3 separate regions of the Sus scrofa genome follow, and all the other regions are linked to region 1. The links are chromatin contacts, called in public Hi-C maps. All regions are on one chromosome and are shown on one strand. Each heading gives the region's core, a stretch centred on a gene start, on an enhancer-like site or on the middle of the called end of the contact. The rest is flanking DNA. Distances are from core to core; before and after follow the strand shown. Region 1 holds the start of MESP2 (mesoderm posterior protein 2). Region 2 holds the start of AP3S2 (adaptor-related protein complex 3, sigma 2 subunit). Region 3 overlaps AP3S2 (adaptor-related protein complex 3, sigma 2 subunit).

What was found. A called contact is a pair of places that touch in the nucleus more often than the background predicts.
Region 2: a Hi-C map of embryonic fibroblasts shows a contact between it and region 1, with 4 times the contacts expected there. The contact joins the promoter of AP3S2 here to the promoter of MESP2 in region 1. A contact is called at or near these places in 2 of 5 promoter capture datasets (fetal liver and liver), 8 of 47 Hi-C or Micro-C datasets (adipose tissue, embryonic fibroblasts, fetal heart ventricle and 5 more) and 1 of 2 datasets of contacts at active chromatin or transcription factors (alveolar macrophages).
Region 3: a Hi-C map of alveolar macrophages shows a contact between it and region 1, with 2.1 times the contacts expected there. The contact joins the enhancer-like site here to the promoter of MESP2 in region 1. A contact is called at or near these places in 1 of 5 promoter capture datasets (liver), 7 of 47 Hi-C or Micro-C datasets (adipose tissue, alveolar macrophages, embryonic fibroblasts and 4 more) and 1 of 2 datasets of contacts at active chromatin or transcription factors (alveolar macrophages).

Annotation. Positions count from the first base shown.
Region 1 is chr7:55,339,853-55,344,524 of Sscrofa11.1, reverse strand. MESP2 (mesoderm posterior protein 2) reads right to left here and starts at 2,584. Exons shown (of 3, transcript XM_013997165.2): 1 at 480-2,584. The coding sequence starts at 1,391.
Region 2 is chr7:55,459,634-55,464,305 of Sscrofa11.1, reverse strand. It overlaps AP3S2 (adaptor-related protein complex 3, sigma 2 subunit), which reads left to right and starts at 1,954. Exons shown (of 6, transcript NM_001244548.1): 1 at 1,954-2,106. The coding sequence starts at 2,038.
Region 3 is chr7:55,440,909-55,445,580 of Sscrofa11.1, reverse strand. All of the region lies in intron 3 of AP3S2 (adaptor-related protein complex 3, sigma 2 subunit), which reads left to right. Among named protein-coding and RNA genes, the nearest start is that of AP3S2, 19 kb to the left of the region's middle. Within about 2 kb of position 2,845, at least 2 of the 83 cell types and tissues checked have an H3K27ac peak or open chromatin away from gene starts, as enhancers often do. A contact at or near this core is called in alveolar macrophages and retroperitoneal adipose tissue, where this site is marked.

The DNA of each region.
Region 1 (4,672 bases), core at 1,335-3,834:
GCTGCTGGAGGGCTGATAAATTAATACATGTAAAGTACCAAGAATATTGTTGGCACACAGTCAGCATTCAATACATTTTGGTTATAAACATGCTTTTTTATGGAAGCTTGGGGAAAACATGAAGGTTACCAGCTCCAAGCTCATCTACTTGGGAAGCCTCTACCCCTGGAGCAGCCAGGCCTCCCTCCACCGCAACCCTTAAGGGAGCACTTGGAGAGAATTTCCTGACAGTGGCCCCTGCTACCTTCCACCCTGGACACTGAAAGCAAGTCTTAAGACTCTCCCCACTTCCATATTGGCTGAGAAGTCCTCTAAGCAGATGGGGTGGTGGCCTTGACTTTGCAGAGCCCCGCCTCCCCTCAAGGAGGCTGGGTCCTCTTCATCCTTCCTTCAGTTTCTCTCCATCCCTAACCAGAGCTGGGGTAGAAAACCCGGGATCTAAAAAGGAGGAGGTTCCCTGGAGACTAGAGCCTACTCACCTGCTTCATTTCCACTCGAAGCCTGGGGACCATTCTGAGGGGAGAGGACAGGGCCTGAGGGCGTACCTGGTACGCTGCAGCCAGCTCCAGAGACGCGGGGGGTGATGTCCAGGGTATGGGCTGGTTCCCGGGCGCCGGGGGTGTCTGCGTTCCGGAACAAGCTTGAGACGGCATCCAAAGGGCTGCGTTGGGGGCTCTCCCTTGGGACAGCTGCGAGGAGGACTGCAGCCCAGGGCAGTAAGGGGGTGTCACCCAGGGGCCCATGTCGGGGACCCTGCTCCCCAGGCGCTCTGGCTCCGTGAGCGCTCCGGAGCAGGCGGGCGGGGACCCCCAGGACGTCGGGGTACCGACGGCTGAGCCCCCGCCCAGGCCGCCCGCCTGCATCTGCATCTGCGTCTGCGCCTGCGCGGAGCCGCCGTCGGGGCACCGCGGGCAGCCCCGGGGCAGCACCACGTCGCCGCGTCGCCGGCGCTCGCGCTGCAGGCTCTCCTCGCTGAGGCCCAGCACGGCCGACAGGTGGCCGATGTAGCGGATGGCCAGGCGCAGCGTCTCGATCTTGGTCAGGCTCTGGCCGGCGGGCGCCACTGAGGGCGGCAGAAAGCGGCGCAGCTGGTGCAGCGCGCGGGCGAGCGTGCGCATGCGCAGCTTCTCGCGCTCGCTGGCGCTCTGCCGCTGCCCGCCGGCCGGCCGGGTCCGCGCACGCCCAGGCGCCGTCGGGGCGGCCTCCACTGCGCTGCGGGCAGAGGGCACAGCCTGCAAGGGGCCGGGGGCGCGGTCGCAGGGCCACGAGCCCGATGAGTCTGAGGAAGAGGCTGGGGACGTGGAGTTCGAGTGGCTGGCCCAGCCCCAACCTTGAGGGAAGATCCAGTGGTCGCGGCCGAGGAGGCTCTGCACAGGAGGGGACTGGGCCATGGCCGGGCTGCAGGCTCTGGGAAGCTGGGCCGGCTACCTCCAGGACCTACCTTTTATCTGGACCAAAGGTGTGAGGTGGACCCCCCGCCAGGTTACAGAGAGGTGTCAAAACCCACAGAGCCCAGGGAAGGTCTGGGTAGGGGGGCCCTGGGAAAGCGGGCCCATTTGCAGAGGTGTGGATTCTGACTCCTTGGGGGCTCTAATGGAGGCCCCTGCAGCCCGGGAAGTGTGGGAGGGACAATTCGCATCTGGCTGGAGCTGCTAAGCTTCTCACTGCGTTCCCACCCACCTGGCCCCATCCACTGCTCCGGTGAGTGCCCAGGACCCTGAGAGTGGTGGGCAATGCCATCGTCTCGAGGCGGCCAGACCGTCCCTCAGGTGACTCGAGGACCCCCGCAAAGAGTGGCCGCCTCCCTCATCACCACTCTCCGGGGGGCTGTGCCCAGTAACTCCCACCCAGTGCCTACCAGTTTGCTGGATAAGGCGTCAAGACAAACCCCCGAGGGACCTGCTCACAGTGATGGCAGGAGGGGGATTGGGGCAGGAAGGGACAGACAGGTGAACCCTTCCCAGGTTCCCAGAACCCACTCTTGCTGTGTGACACCGAGAGTGTCGACAGTTTCTTTCCCTGAAAAATAGTGCAGAGCAACCTGGAGAAGAGGGTGGAGTGGGTGGTGAAAAAAGGGGAAGGTAGGTCTGAGTCAGACCCTCTTTATTCGCTGTGTGACCTTGGGCAGTTCACTTAACTCCTCTGAGGCTCAAGTCGCCTCATCCTTCTGGCAGTAAGAATATGAAATACCCACCACCTAGAATGATTTCTGATATTAAGTGGAACCATCTGTGGAACCACTTAGCATGAGCCTGGCAAGTTGGCTGAATGTTTGCTATTATTTTATAAAGAAAGTGCTTCTAGAGGCTTGTGAGTATTATTCATTTAATACATATTTCTTTGGCAAATGGTAAAGGTCAGTTATGCTGGAGTGAACAAAATCATTGTGATGTCTGCTCTCACAGCATTTCAGTCTTGTGGGAGAGAGGAGTGAACAGTATATAATTAGTAGCTCCACCAGTAGCTAGCTGTGTACCCCCTGGGCAGGTCTGAGCCTGAGCTTTGGCTCTTAAAACAGGAATAATAATTGTAGCATCTGCTCACAAGATGGTTGTTGTAGTCTTTGGTTTTTGTTTGTTTGTTTAGTTGGTTTTTTTTTTTTTTTTTTTTTTTGTCTTTTTAGGGCCACACCTGAGGCATATTGGAGGTTCCCAGGCTAGGGGTCTAATCGGAGCTGTAGCTGCTGGCCTATGCCACAGCCATAGCAACGCCAGATCCAAGCCACATCTGGGACCTACACCACAGCTCACAGCAACGCCAGATACTTAACCCACTGAGCGAGGCCATGGATTGAACCCACAACCTCTTGGTTCCTAGTCGGATTCATTTCTTTCCTAGTGGGATTCGTTTCTGCTGCACCAAGACGGGACCTCCTTGTTGTAGTCTTATAGGATAACTTTTGACACAGTGAAGTTTAAAAAGTAAAAGCTCTCATTCCTCAGCAATAATTACAGTTTGGAGGAACGCAGTCAGTGTTCTTCATGATCTTCAGAAAAAGGGCTGAACTCAGAGGCTAAGGGCCACATGAGGGCCAGGGACTGTCGAGCTCCGGCCACAGAAGTGGATAGATCACAGCTTGGCCTTGAACTGTGAGTTGGACTTGGGTAGGCAGAGAGGCAGGTGGAGAGCATTCTGAATGTGGAAACTACATAAGCAAGGGCCTGGCAAGAGGAGTTCCAGGGGTGCTTCAGGAGCGTTGTGCAATGAACTGAAGCACAGCTTAGCTGGGGCCAGGTTAAGAAGTTGGATTTTATTCCCAAGGCAGTGGGGAGCCAAATGGACTTTTGAGTAGAAGTGTGACATTAAAAAAAAAAAAAAAAATCAGTAATCAATAACTAAAAGTCAACATGATGTTTCAGGAATAGATTAGCCTACACTAGACTGAAGTAATAAATAGCCTTGTACTTTTGTGACTTTTTAAAAATTAACTTTTAGTTACACAAATTATGTAACTAATACATTCTTTTTGTAAGAAATGGAAACAGGAGTTTCTGTCATGGCTCAATGGTTAACAAACCCAACTAGGATCCATGAGGATGTGCGTTTGATCCCTGGCCTCACTCAGTGGGTTAAGGATCCAGTGTTGCCATGAGCTCTGGTGTAGGTCACAGACATGGCTTGGATCTGGTGTTGCTGTAGCTGTGGTGTAGACTTGCAACTGTAGCTCCGATTCAACCCCTAGCCTGGGAACTACCATATGCTGCAGGTGAGGCCCTCAAAAGCAAAAAAAAAGAAAGACAGAAAGAAATGGAAACATAAAGCTCTAGTCCCATCCCTGTAGCCCCTTCCCAAAGGTCATGTGTCCTTCCAGAGGTGGTCCATATGCATAAAAACATATGTATCCTTAAAAGACTATGTTTATATGCATGGTACATTGCATGTAACTTGCTTTTTTTCATTCAACAGCATATCTTTTTTTTTCTTGACCTTTTTATTTTATTTAATTTAAAAATTTTTTTAAATGATTTTTATTTTTCCATCATAGCTGGTTTCAACACCATATCTTAGAGCATTCCATCTCAGAACATATTTAGCTGACTCATAGCTGGCCTTAGTTAATTTAAGCATTCACCCATTTAAGGAGTTCCCTGCTGGCCTACTGGTTAAGGATTTTTGGCATTGTCACTGCTATAGCTTGGGTTGATCCCTGGCCTGGGAACTTCTGTATGCTGCGGGTGTGGCAAAAATAGATTAAATGTTCATCTGTTTAAAATCATAGTGGATAATTTTAACTAGAAAAAAATTACAGGTAAACCTTCAATGATGAAATTGCATCACTTTCTCCTCAGAACTTATTTTTTACAAAGTTGGAGAAAATATGCTGAAGTTACTACTCTATGATGAAATGATAAATGACATTAAATAAGATTGGTCAGGGCAACTGTTATTATTTTAGCTGTTACGAATGGGAAGACATTTTAAATTTGTCCATCACACAAAAAGAAGGTGGAATTAATTGCTAATGGCTTTGATTTCAGTTTTTGAAAAGAAGCAATTAGTTATACAATATTTCATGATTTAAAAGGGTTTAATTCATTTTTTCTTTTTGGCCGTGCCCTTGGCTTGTGGAAGTTCCTGGGCCAGGGATCGAACTCACGTCACACCAGTGACCCTGATCCCGCTGGTTCAGTGATACCGCCAAAATCTTAACCCACTGTACCACAAGAGAATT
Region 2 (4,672 bases), core at 705-3,204, 120 kb before region 1:
ATACCATGATATTTTTTTTCTTTTTTTTGTCTTTTTGCTATTTCTTTGGGCCGCTCCCGCAGCATATGGAGACTCCCAGGCTAGGGGTCGAATCGGAGCTGTAGCCCCCAGCCTATGCCAGAGCCACAGCAACTCGGGATTCAAGCCGCGTCTGCAACCTACATCACAGCTCACGGCAACGCCGGATCCTTAACCCACTGAGCAAGGCCAGGGATTAAACCCTCAACCTCATGGTTCCTAGTCGGATTCGTTAACCACTGAGCCACGACGGGAACTCCTCTCTTTTTTTTTTTTAAAGGCCGCACTGTGGCATATGGAGGTTCCCAGGCTAGGGGCAGAATTGGAGCTACAGCTGCCAGCCTACACCACAGCCACAGCAACATCAGATCTGAGCCTCGTAGTCTGCGACCTACACCACAGCTCATGGCAACACTGGATCCTTAACCCACTGAGCAAGGCCAGGGATCGAACCCAAAACCTCATAGTTCCTAGTCAGATTCGTTCCCGCTGCGCCACAAATGGAACTCCATACCATGATTTTTTATAGCTATTTAATATTTCTCAAATGCGCATGGATCAATGCATTTAACCAGTTTCTCATTTTGGAATAACTAGTTTGATTCGTATTTTCCTCTGTGATAATGTTGCTGAGATGTACATTTTTGAGGCTAAATCTTTCCATAATCATTTTATTTTATATATATATATATACATATACATATATATATGTATATGTATATATATATATTTTTTTTTTTTGGTCTTTTGGTCTTTTTTAGGGCCACAGCAGCAGCATATGGAGGTTCCCAGGCTAAAGGTCCAATTGGAGCTTTAGCCACTGGCCTTCACCAGAGCCATAGCAATGTGCCATCCCAGCCCAGTCTGCCACGTACATGGCAGCTTATTGCAAGGCAGGATCCTTAACCCACTGAGCAAGGCCAGGGGTCAACCCGCATCCCAGTGGATGCTAGTCGGGTTTGCTAACCGCTGAGCCACGATGGGAACTCCTTTATTATAAATTCTAAAACTGGAAATACTGAGTCTAATCTATATTTTAAAGGCTTTTGATGCATATTTGCCAACAGACCTCAGGGTAGATGATTCCAATTTGCAGTTCTATCTGCAATATAGGGACGGGCTTCACCTCACCCCCACTAAGTCATTAAAAGAAATTCGCACACATACACACACACGCAAAAGCCAAATTTAAAAAAGAAAGAAAAAAAATACAAAGACTACCGATCTGGGATCGTCAGTACCTATTAAATGGAATTGCATTAAAGATCCCTTAATTCCACCATTCGCTGTCTACCATGGACAGACAGTCCTTTTGCATGAAGAGACCTCTATATAATTCAGCATTTATGTAATACTAAAAACGAACATAAGGTTCCCCAACCGGGAAATGGCTAAATTAGCCTGCATCTGCACACGTGGAATGTTCTGCAGTGTTAAGGGGAAGAAGGCAGGACCGTATGTGTTAACGCCGCCGAGGAGAAATGGAAGATCCCACAGCATCTTCATCTGGGAGCGTGGCTGCTGTTGGGGTTTCTGCCTTTTTGTTTTGTTTTTTTGCCGCGCCATCCTGCGTAAGTGCCTGGGCCAGAGATAGAACCTGCACCGCAGCAGCGACTCAGCCAGATCCTTAATCCACTGAGCGATCTTCATCTGCTTTTCCGACGTGCTCGGCTTTGCGCCTGGCGGGATTCTTAAGCAAACGGTGGGTGTGTACGAAGGGCTAAGAGCCAGGGTGGCGTCTTAGCCAGACCCTAACTGGCCCACCGGCTCTGGCCTAGGGGCCGGACCTCCTCAGCCTCGGAGTCCGCACCAGCCCTCCCGCGGCGAGCCCAGCTCCCGCCCTGCAGTTTTCACCAAGGCGTGCCGGGAGGCCGGACTCTTCGTGGCCCGGCCCCTGGGCGCCGGGACAAGTTTCCGGAGGCCACTCTCAGCAGCGCATCAACCGGAAACGTCTGTGTTGTGGCGGAAGGAGATGCTTTCTGGGAGCAGCCGGTGCTGAAAGAAGCGTGGCGGGCAAAGATGATTCAGGCGATTCTGGTTTTCAATAACCACGGGAAACCGCGGCTGGTCCGCTTCTACCAGCGTTTCGTGAGTGCGGCCTAGCTTCGTCACGACCCTTTGGGGCGCCTGCACCCCCCTCCCTCCCTTTGGCCTGTGCGAAGCGCGCGGGAAAATGCCCGCAGACCTTTTCGGGCTCCTGTGCCATGGGTGACCCCCAGACTCAACCTGCCTCGGCCCCGCTACCCCCGTTCTTTCCTACCCCTTCCAGGACCCCAGCATTTCTGTGCCGTTTTGTGACACTTCTCCAGTGTCTCAAGTGGTGGTTAACAGCTTAAATGGTTGAGGTCGCTTTCACCTTATCGGTTGTCGAGGTGAAACTCACCTCGCAGTTTCACCAGGGAGAAATACGCAGCTTTTTAAAATGGTTTCGCTTTAGCCAGAGGATTTAGAAAAGTGCTTTCTTGGAATTATTTTGCTTCAGTGGAGGCTGGGACTGCCTAGGGACTAGATACCTTTCACTCTGTAGAGTTCAAAGTCAGTTTGGAAAGTGAGAAATGATGAGAAATTATAAATGCAGCCGCGTGAGGGCTCAGTACCTGATGATGTGAATTTGAGTTTTCCAAAAACGTTTCTTTGGGAAGAATAAACGTCATTATTTGCTTCCTGTCCCCCGACGTTTTATTTCTTAAGAGCTAGGTTAAAAATGTAATTGGTGGGTTGGTGAAACCTAGAGGAGAAGTGAGAAAACTTATGTTCAGGTCAAGTTGATAAATCTCTTTCAGATTTTATTTCCTCTTTTGTCAAATAGAAATGAAAAAAATTTTTTTACCTTTTTCATATAATTTTTAGCTAGATTACATTTTATTAAATAATTATATCGGTTTTATGTTAGCATTTAATAACACTTCAATTTGTATTTGCATGTGTGTGTGTGAATTTTTCTGTCAGGGTTTTGCTTTGTTTTGTTTATGACTGTACCAGAGGCATATGGAAACTTCTGGGCGAGGGATTGAATTTGAGCTGCACCTGCCTCAACACCAGATCTTAAAACTCTATTGCATAGGGCTGGGGATCAAACAGGCACCTCCAGAGCAACCCGAACCACTGCAACAGGGTTGTTAACCTATTGCACCACAGCAGGAACTCCCTCCATCAGGTTTTTTAAGGTGTTACTGAGATCTAAGTTACATACTATACATTTCACCTTTAAAAAATATGCAGTGGAATGGCTTTTAGTACTTCACAGAATTATGCAACTATCACCACAATTTTAGGACATTTTCATTATCCAGAAGAGGAACTTCTACCCATTAGCAATCATTCCATATTTCCCCATCAACAACCCCAGCCCTTGGCAACCACTAACCTACTTTCTGTCTCTCTAAATTTGCTTATTCTGGACATTTCATATAACTGGAATCAATATAATATGTGGTCTCTTCTGACTGCCTTTTTTCACTTAGCATGTTTTCAGGGTTCATCCACGTTGTAGCATGTATCGGTTTTTCATTCCTTTTTATTGACATTGTGTGGATGTACCACATTTTAATTGTTATTCATCAGTTGATGTTTTACTTATGGCTCTTGTGAATAATGGTGCTGTGAACATTCATGTACAGGTGTTTGTGGGAGCATATATTTTCATTTCTCTTAGGAGTAGCATTGCTGAGTCACATAATAACCTTATAGTGAACATTTGGAGGAACTTGGCAAACTTTTACAAAGTGGCCGCACTGTTTTACATTCTCATTAACAGTATGAGCTGCAGTTTTTCCACCTCCCTGAAAACATTTCCTATTATCTTTTAAATTAAAGACATTTTAGTGGTGCAAACTGGATTCTCCTTTTTTTTTTTTTTTTCCCCTGTCTCTTCTAAGGCCACACCCACAGCATATGAAGGTTCCCAGGCTAGGGGTCTAATCCGAGCTGTAGCTGCCAGCCTACACCAGAGCCACAGAAATGCCAGATCCGAGCCATGTCTGCAACCTACACCACAGCTCATGGCAATGCCAGATCCTTAACCCAGTGAATGAGGCCAGGGATTGAACCTGAAACATGGTTCCTAGTCGAATTCGTTAACCACTGAGCCACAATGGGAACTCCTTTTGGTTTTAATTTTTTTTTTCCTGGTGACTAATAATGTTGAGCATCTTTCCATGTCTTTATTGACCATTTGTGTATCTTCTTTGGAGAGCATAGGATTTTTCTAAGAACTAAATTAGCTTCTGAGTGAAAATTACCTTGCAAACTGCAGAGTACTGAAAGATATGAAGGATTATTAAAATAATTGAGACATGTAAGCTATTGATAGTTTACCATTTCGTTAAATTGGATATTAGGTATTCTCACCATTTCATACCATTTACCCACTGTCTACTGCTATTTCCCCAAAGAGTCAGATGAAACGCTTTCGTGTAAAAGATGTTTGTGTAAAAAAGTGCTGATGCTTAGCATGTTTTCTATTTCTGAGTACCCAGAGTTAATCCTTTACAGCATGCTGGCGTCTGCGAGCTTTGTGAATTCTTTAAATGGGAACCAGAAGATAGCAATTCATTTACTCAAACTTACAGTGATACGATTACCAAGTTTTCATTCATCCATTCAGTAAATACAGAGGGCCTCTGTACGCCCACGTTAAGTCGAATTTATGAAA
Region 3 (4,672 bases), core at 1,596-4,095, 100 kb before region 1:
TTTAGATTTCTCCCATTTCTCACTATTGCAAATTATGATGCAGTGACATCCTTACACATGCATCCATATGTGCATGTGTTAGTTTTAGGGGGATAGATTCCTAAAATTGGAATTGCTGCTTTAATTAAAGATGTGTGCTTTTTTTGTTTTTTGTCTTTTTGCCTTTTCTAAGGCCGCTTCCTCAGCACTTGGAGGTTCCCAGGCTAGGGGTCCAGTCGGAGCTGCAGCCATTGGCCTATACCAGAGCCACAGCAACTTGGGATCCGAGCCGAGTCTGCAACCTACAGCACAGCTCACGGCAATGCCGGATCCTTAACCCACTGAGCAAGGCCAGGGACCGAACCTGCACCCTCATGGTTCCTAGTCAGATTCATCAACCACTGAGCTACGACGGGAACTCCAGATGTGTGCTTTTTACATTGATAGATATTGCCAGATCGCCTCTCCCCAAAGTTGTATTTCCTCATAACCTTACCAATTTTAAATATTAAGAATACTTTCTAATGTTTGCCAGTCTGATGGGTGCAAAAGTAGGTATTCGTTGTTTCCCCTAGCTTCCTTGAATACTGGGCTGCATATCTTTTAGTGTTTACCAGTCATTTGTATTTGAAAATGTCTGACCATTGTATGTATCTACCTTTCTATGGCTTATTTGTTTTATTCATTTGTAAGTGTTGGGTTTTTTCCTAATTTTTATGGATACCAATCCTTTTCTTTTCTTTTCTTTTCTTTTCTTTTCTTTTGTCTTTTTGCCATTTCTTGGGCTGCTCCGCGGCATATGGAGGTTCCCAGGCTAGGGGTCAAATTGGAGCTGTAGCTACCGGCCTACACCAGAGCCACAGCAACGCAGGATCTGAGCCGAGTCTGTGACCTACACCACAGCTCACGGCAATGCCGGATCCTTAACCCACTGAGCAAGGGCAGGGACCGAACCCGCAACCTCATGGTTCCTAGTCGGATTCGTTAACCGCTGTGCCACGACAGGAACTCCTCTTTTATATTTATTGTAAATATTTTCTCCTTGTCTTTTAACTTTATGTAGTTAGGTCTGCCTTTTTTCTTATAGTTTGAAGGTATAAAAATGTTCTTAAAAGTAAAAAAGTTTTTTAAAAAGGGGAGTTCTCTTGCAGCTGAGCAGGTTGAGGATCTGGCATTGTCACTGCAGTGGCTTGGGTTTGATCCCTGGCCTAGGAACTTCCACCTGCTGTGGACATGGCCAAAAAAAGTTTAAATATGTCCTCCAGTATTGCTGTTGCTTGTTTTTTCTTTTGAGAAAACCATATTTATTGTCATCATTACCCAGCTTATTTATGTAGCAAATGGCCCAACTGTCTAAAGAATAGAATATCTACATAACATTCATGTTTCAAACGACGAAAATAACAGTAAGAGGTTAAGAACAAAAGTACACAAGGCTGGACACAAAAAAATGCATCTATGAGATTTTATCCCACCTCTGGCTTTTGTAGATTTGAAAAGTATAGAATTCATGAGCTAGAAAATATTGTTGGGAGTTCTCACTGTGACACAGTAGGTGAAAAATCCAATTGCAGTGGCTTGGGTCGCTGAGGAGACGTAGGATTGATCCCTGGCTCAGTGAAGTGGGTTAAAGGATCTGGCATTGCTGCACTTGCTGTGTAGTTTGCATCTGTGGCTCAGATTCAGTCCCTGGCCCACGAACTTCCATATGTTATAGGTGCTGCCATTTAAAATTAAAAAAAAGGGAATTCCCTTTGTGGCTCAGTGGTAACAAACCCAACTAGAATCTATAAGGACGTGTTTGATCCCTGGCCTCGTTCAGTGGGTTAAGGATTCTGTGGCTTGTGGTGTAGGCCAGCAGCTGCAGCTCCAACTTGACTCCTAGGCTAGGAACTTCCATATGCTGCAGGTGCAGCCCTAAAAAGAAAAAAAGAAAAAAAATCCATCAAGTTTAATAGAAATACATTTAATCTGATTACAACACTAACATCAGTATCACTGATTTAATATTTACAAAAAATGATATTTCCCTCCAGCTTTATTGAGATATAATTGATATGTAATACATAACATTGTGTAAATTTGAGATACACAGAATGTTGATTTGATAAACCTATGCATTGCAGAATGACTACCGCAATAGTGTTGGCCAACACCTCTTACCCTGTCACATAATTACTATTTCTTTTTTTGTGTGTGGTGAGAATCATATTTTCTAGTACATAAAAATCATTGTGACATCCATGAAAAGTTAGAATGCTAGGTGTTTGGTGCACAAGGAGCTGACATCTGGAGAACTCTGTAAGTCCCAAACTTTAAATGTGTAGTCACCTTCAAACTGTATCCATTCCTCAATTGGAAGATGTCTAACCCAGTCCCACTCCTCTTCATGTGGGCATGTGATCTTTTGATACTTAGCATCCAGGTTTCCAAAGACTATTTCCTGTTACTTCATAGTCATATGACTTTCTCCATCAACCGAGCTGTATCCAGTGTTTTCGTTTTTATTTCTTGTTCAGCAAATTTCATTAGATTCACAGCTCCTGGGTTATAATAGCTAAATGTGGCTCTTCTGGTCTCTGCCAAAGCTTTAGCTTGCAGGGCTGCCGTTTGAGCCATCATAGCCACTCAAGGAGTTACTTGTGTTCTCGATGACAGCAGGACAGCAACATAGAAAAGCTCCAGTAGCTGCAGCTATTTCTTACTTTTGTTTTTCACCATTTCCTTTTCTTGTAATTTGTCCATCCTTTCCAGCCTCCTAGGATCAAGTTGTTTCCCACTCCTTTTTTCTCAGATGATGCCTTTTATGAGGCTTCGATCTTGAGTAACTTCCGCCACTTGATGACTTTCTTTCTTTGCAGTTGTGTCTGTCCTCCCCGTTTTCAGATAAATTTAGTTTCCCTATCTGTGAGAAGAATGAGTGTTCTTTGTCATTATGTTCCTCAAATTTGTTTTTTAGACTATTTTTAGATTCATGTCATACTCTTTTGCTGTCTGAGTCTCTAGCACATTCAGTTCAATCTCTTCATGCATTAGCATATTCTTTGCTTCTGTTCTTTCCTACATTATCTGACTTTTGTTCTCTTTACCTTGATCGTGATCTTGAATAATGATGTTTTGAGAAAACTTTAGGAGAAACAGATACACCTGACTGCCTTTTTTTGGCGGGGAGGGGGGGGAGGGCCACAGGTGTGGCACATGGAAGTTCCCAGGCTAGGGGTCGAATTGGAGCTGCAACTGCTGGCCTATGCCACAGCCACAGCAACGCCATATCCTTAACCCACTGAGCCAGGTCAGGAATGGAACCCGTGTCCTCATGGATAGTTGGGTTCATTTCTGCTCAGCCACAACAGGAGCTCCTGTGACTGCTCTTTTTTTATCTCTATCTGGGGCTGTCTTTTCTGGAGCTGTTCTGTCTCATTCTGTATCACTTGCTTATTGAGAACCCAATTGTGCCCCCCAAAATTCACATGTTGAAGTCTTAATCCCCAATGTGGCTGTATTTAGAGATGGGGTCTTTAAGGAAGTAAGTTAAGCAAGGTCTAAGGGTAAGGCTCTGATCCCATACAACTTACGTTCTTATAAGAAGAGGAAGAGACTCCAGAGGCCTCTTTCTTTCTGTGCACAAATCAAGGAAAGGCCTTTCATGGACATAGCGAGTCTGCAAGCCAGGAGTAGAAACTGATCCTGCAAGACCTTGATCTAGGACTTTTAACTTCCAACACTGCCGCTGGCCTACACCACAGCCACAGCAACACCAGATCCAAGCTGCGTCTGTGACCTACACCTCAGCTCATGGCAATGCCAGATCCTTACCCTATGAGCAAGGCCAGGAATCAAACCTGCATCCTCATGGATACTAGTGAGATTTGTTTCTGCTGAGCCACGACAGTACCTCCTTATTTTGTTATGGCAGCCCAAGAAGACTAATACACCAATCTTTTTTTTTGGTCTTTTTTTTTTGTCTTTGTTGTTGTTGTTGTTGCTATTTCTTGGGCCGCTCTCGAGGCATGTGGAGGTTCCCAGGCTAGGGGTCGAATCGGAGCTGTAGCCACCGGCCTACACCAGAGCCACAGCAACTCGGGATCCGAGCCGCGTCTGCAACCTACACCACAGCTCACGGCAACGCCGGATCGTTAACCCACTGAGCAAGGGCAGGGACCGAACCCGCAACCTCATGGTTCCTAGTCGGATTCGTTAACCACTGCGCCACAACAGGAACTCCCTAATACACCAATCTTAATTTCATTAACCCTCTTTAATGGAAACAGCCCCTTGGCACTGTGCTGCTGAGAAGTATGGTCTGCCTCTCCTTACATACTCCAGGCTTCTTAGTCCAGAGTCCTGGCAGTAGGGTAGTTGATTTTCTTCCTTTAAAACTAGAGAACACACACACACACACACACACACACACACACACACACACACACACACACACAAAACCTAGAGAACATGAATTTTAAAAGAACATGTATACACTCAAGGGCTCAGAGAACAGGAGAGAAGACAATAGCAAGGAATTTTTTGAAAGCAGAAGGGAATATGAATTCCTCTCTTGACTTGGCTAGTCCAAGGAAGCCACATCCCAGGCCAGCAGTGTAGAAAGCTGACACCACACTACAGAATCCTCAAAGCACAGAGTCTCTCTGGGGTGTGGGTATAGAGTAGACAGGGAAAGCTCTCTGAAAACTGG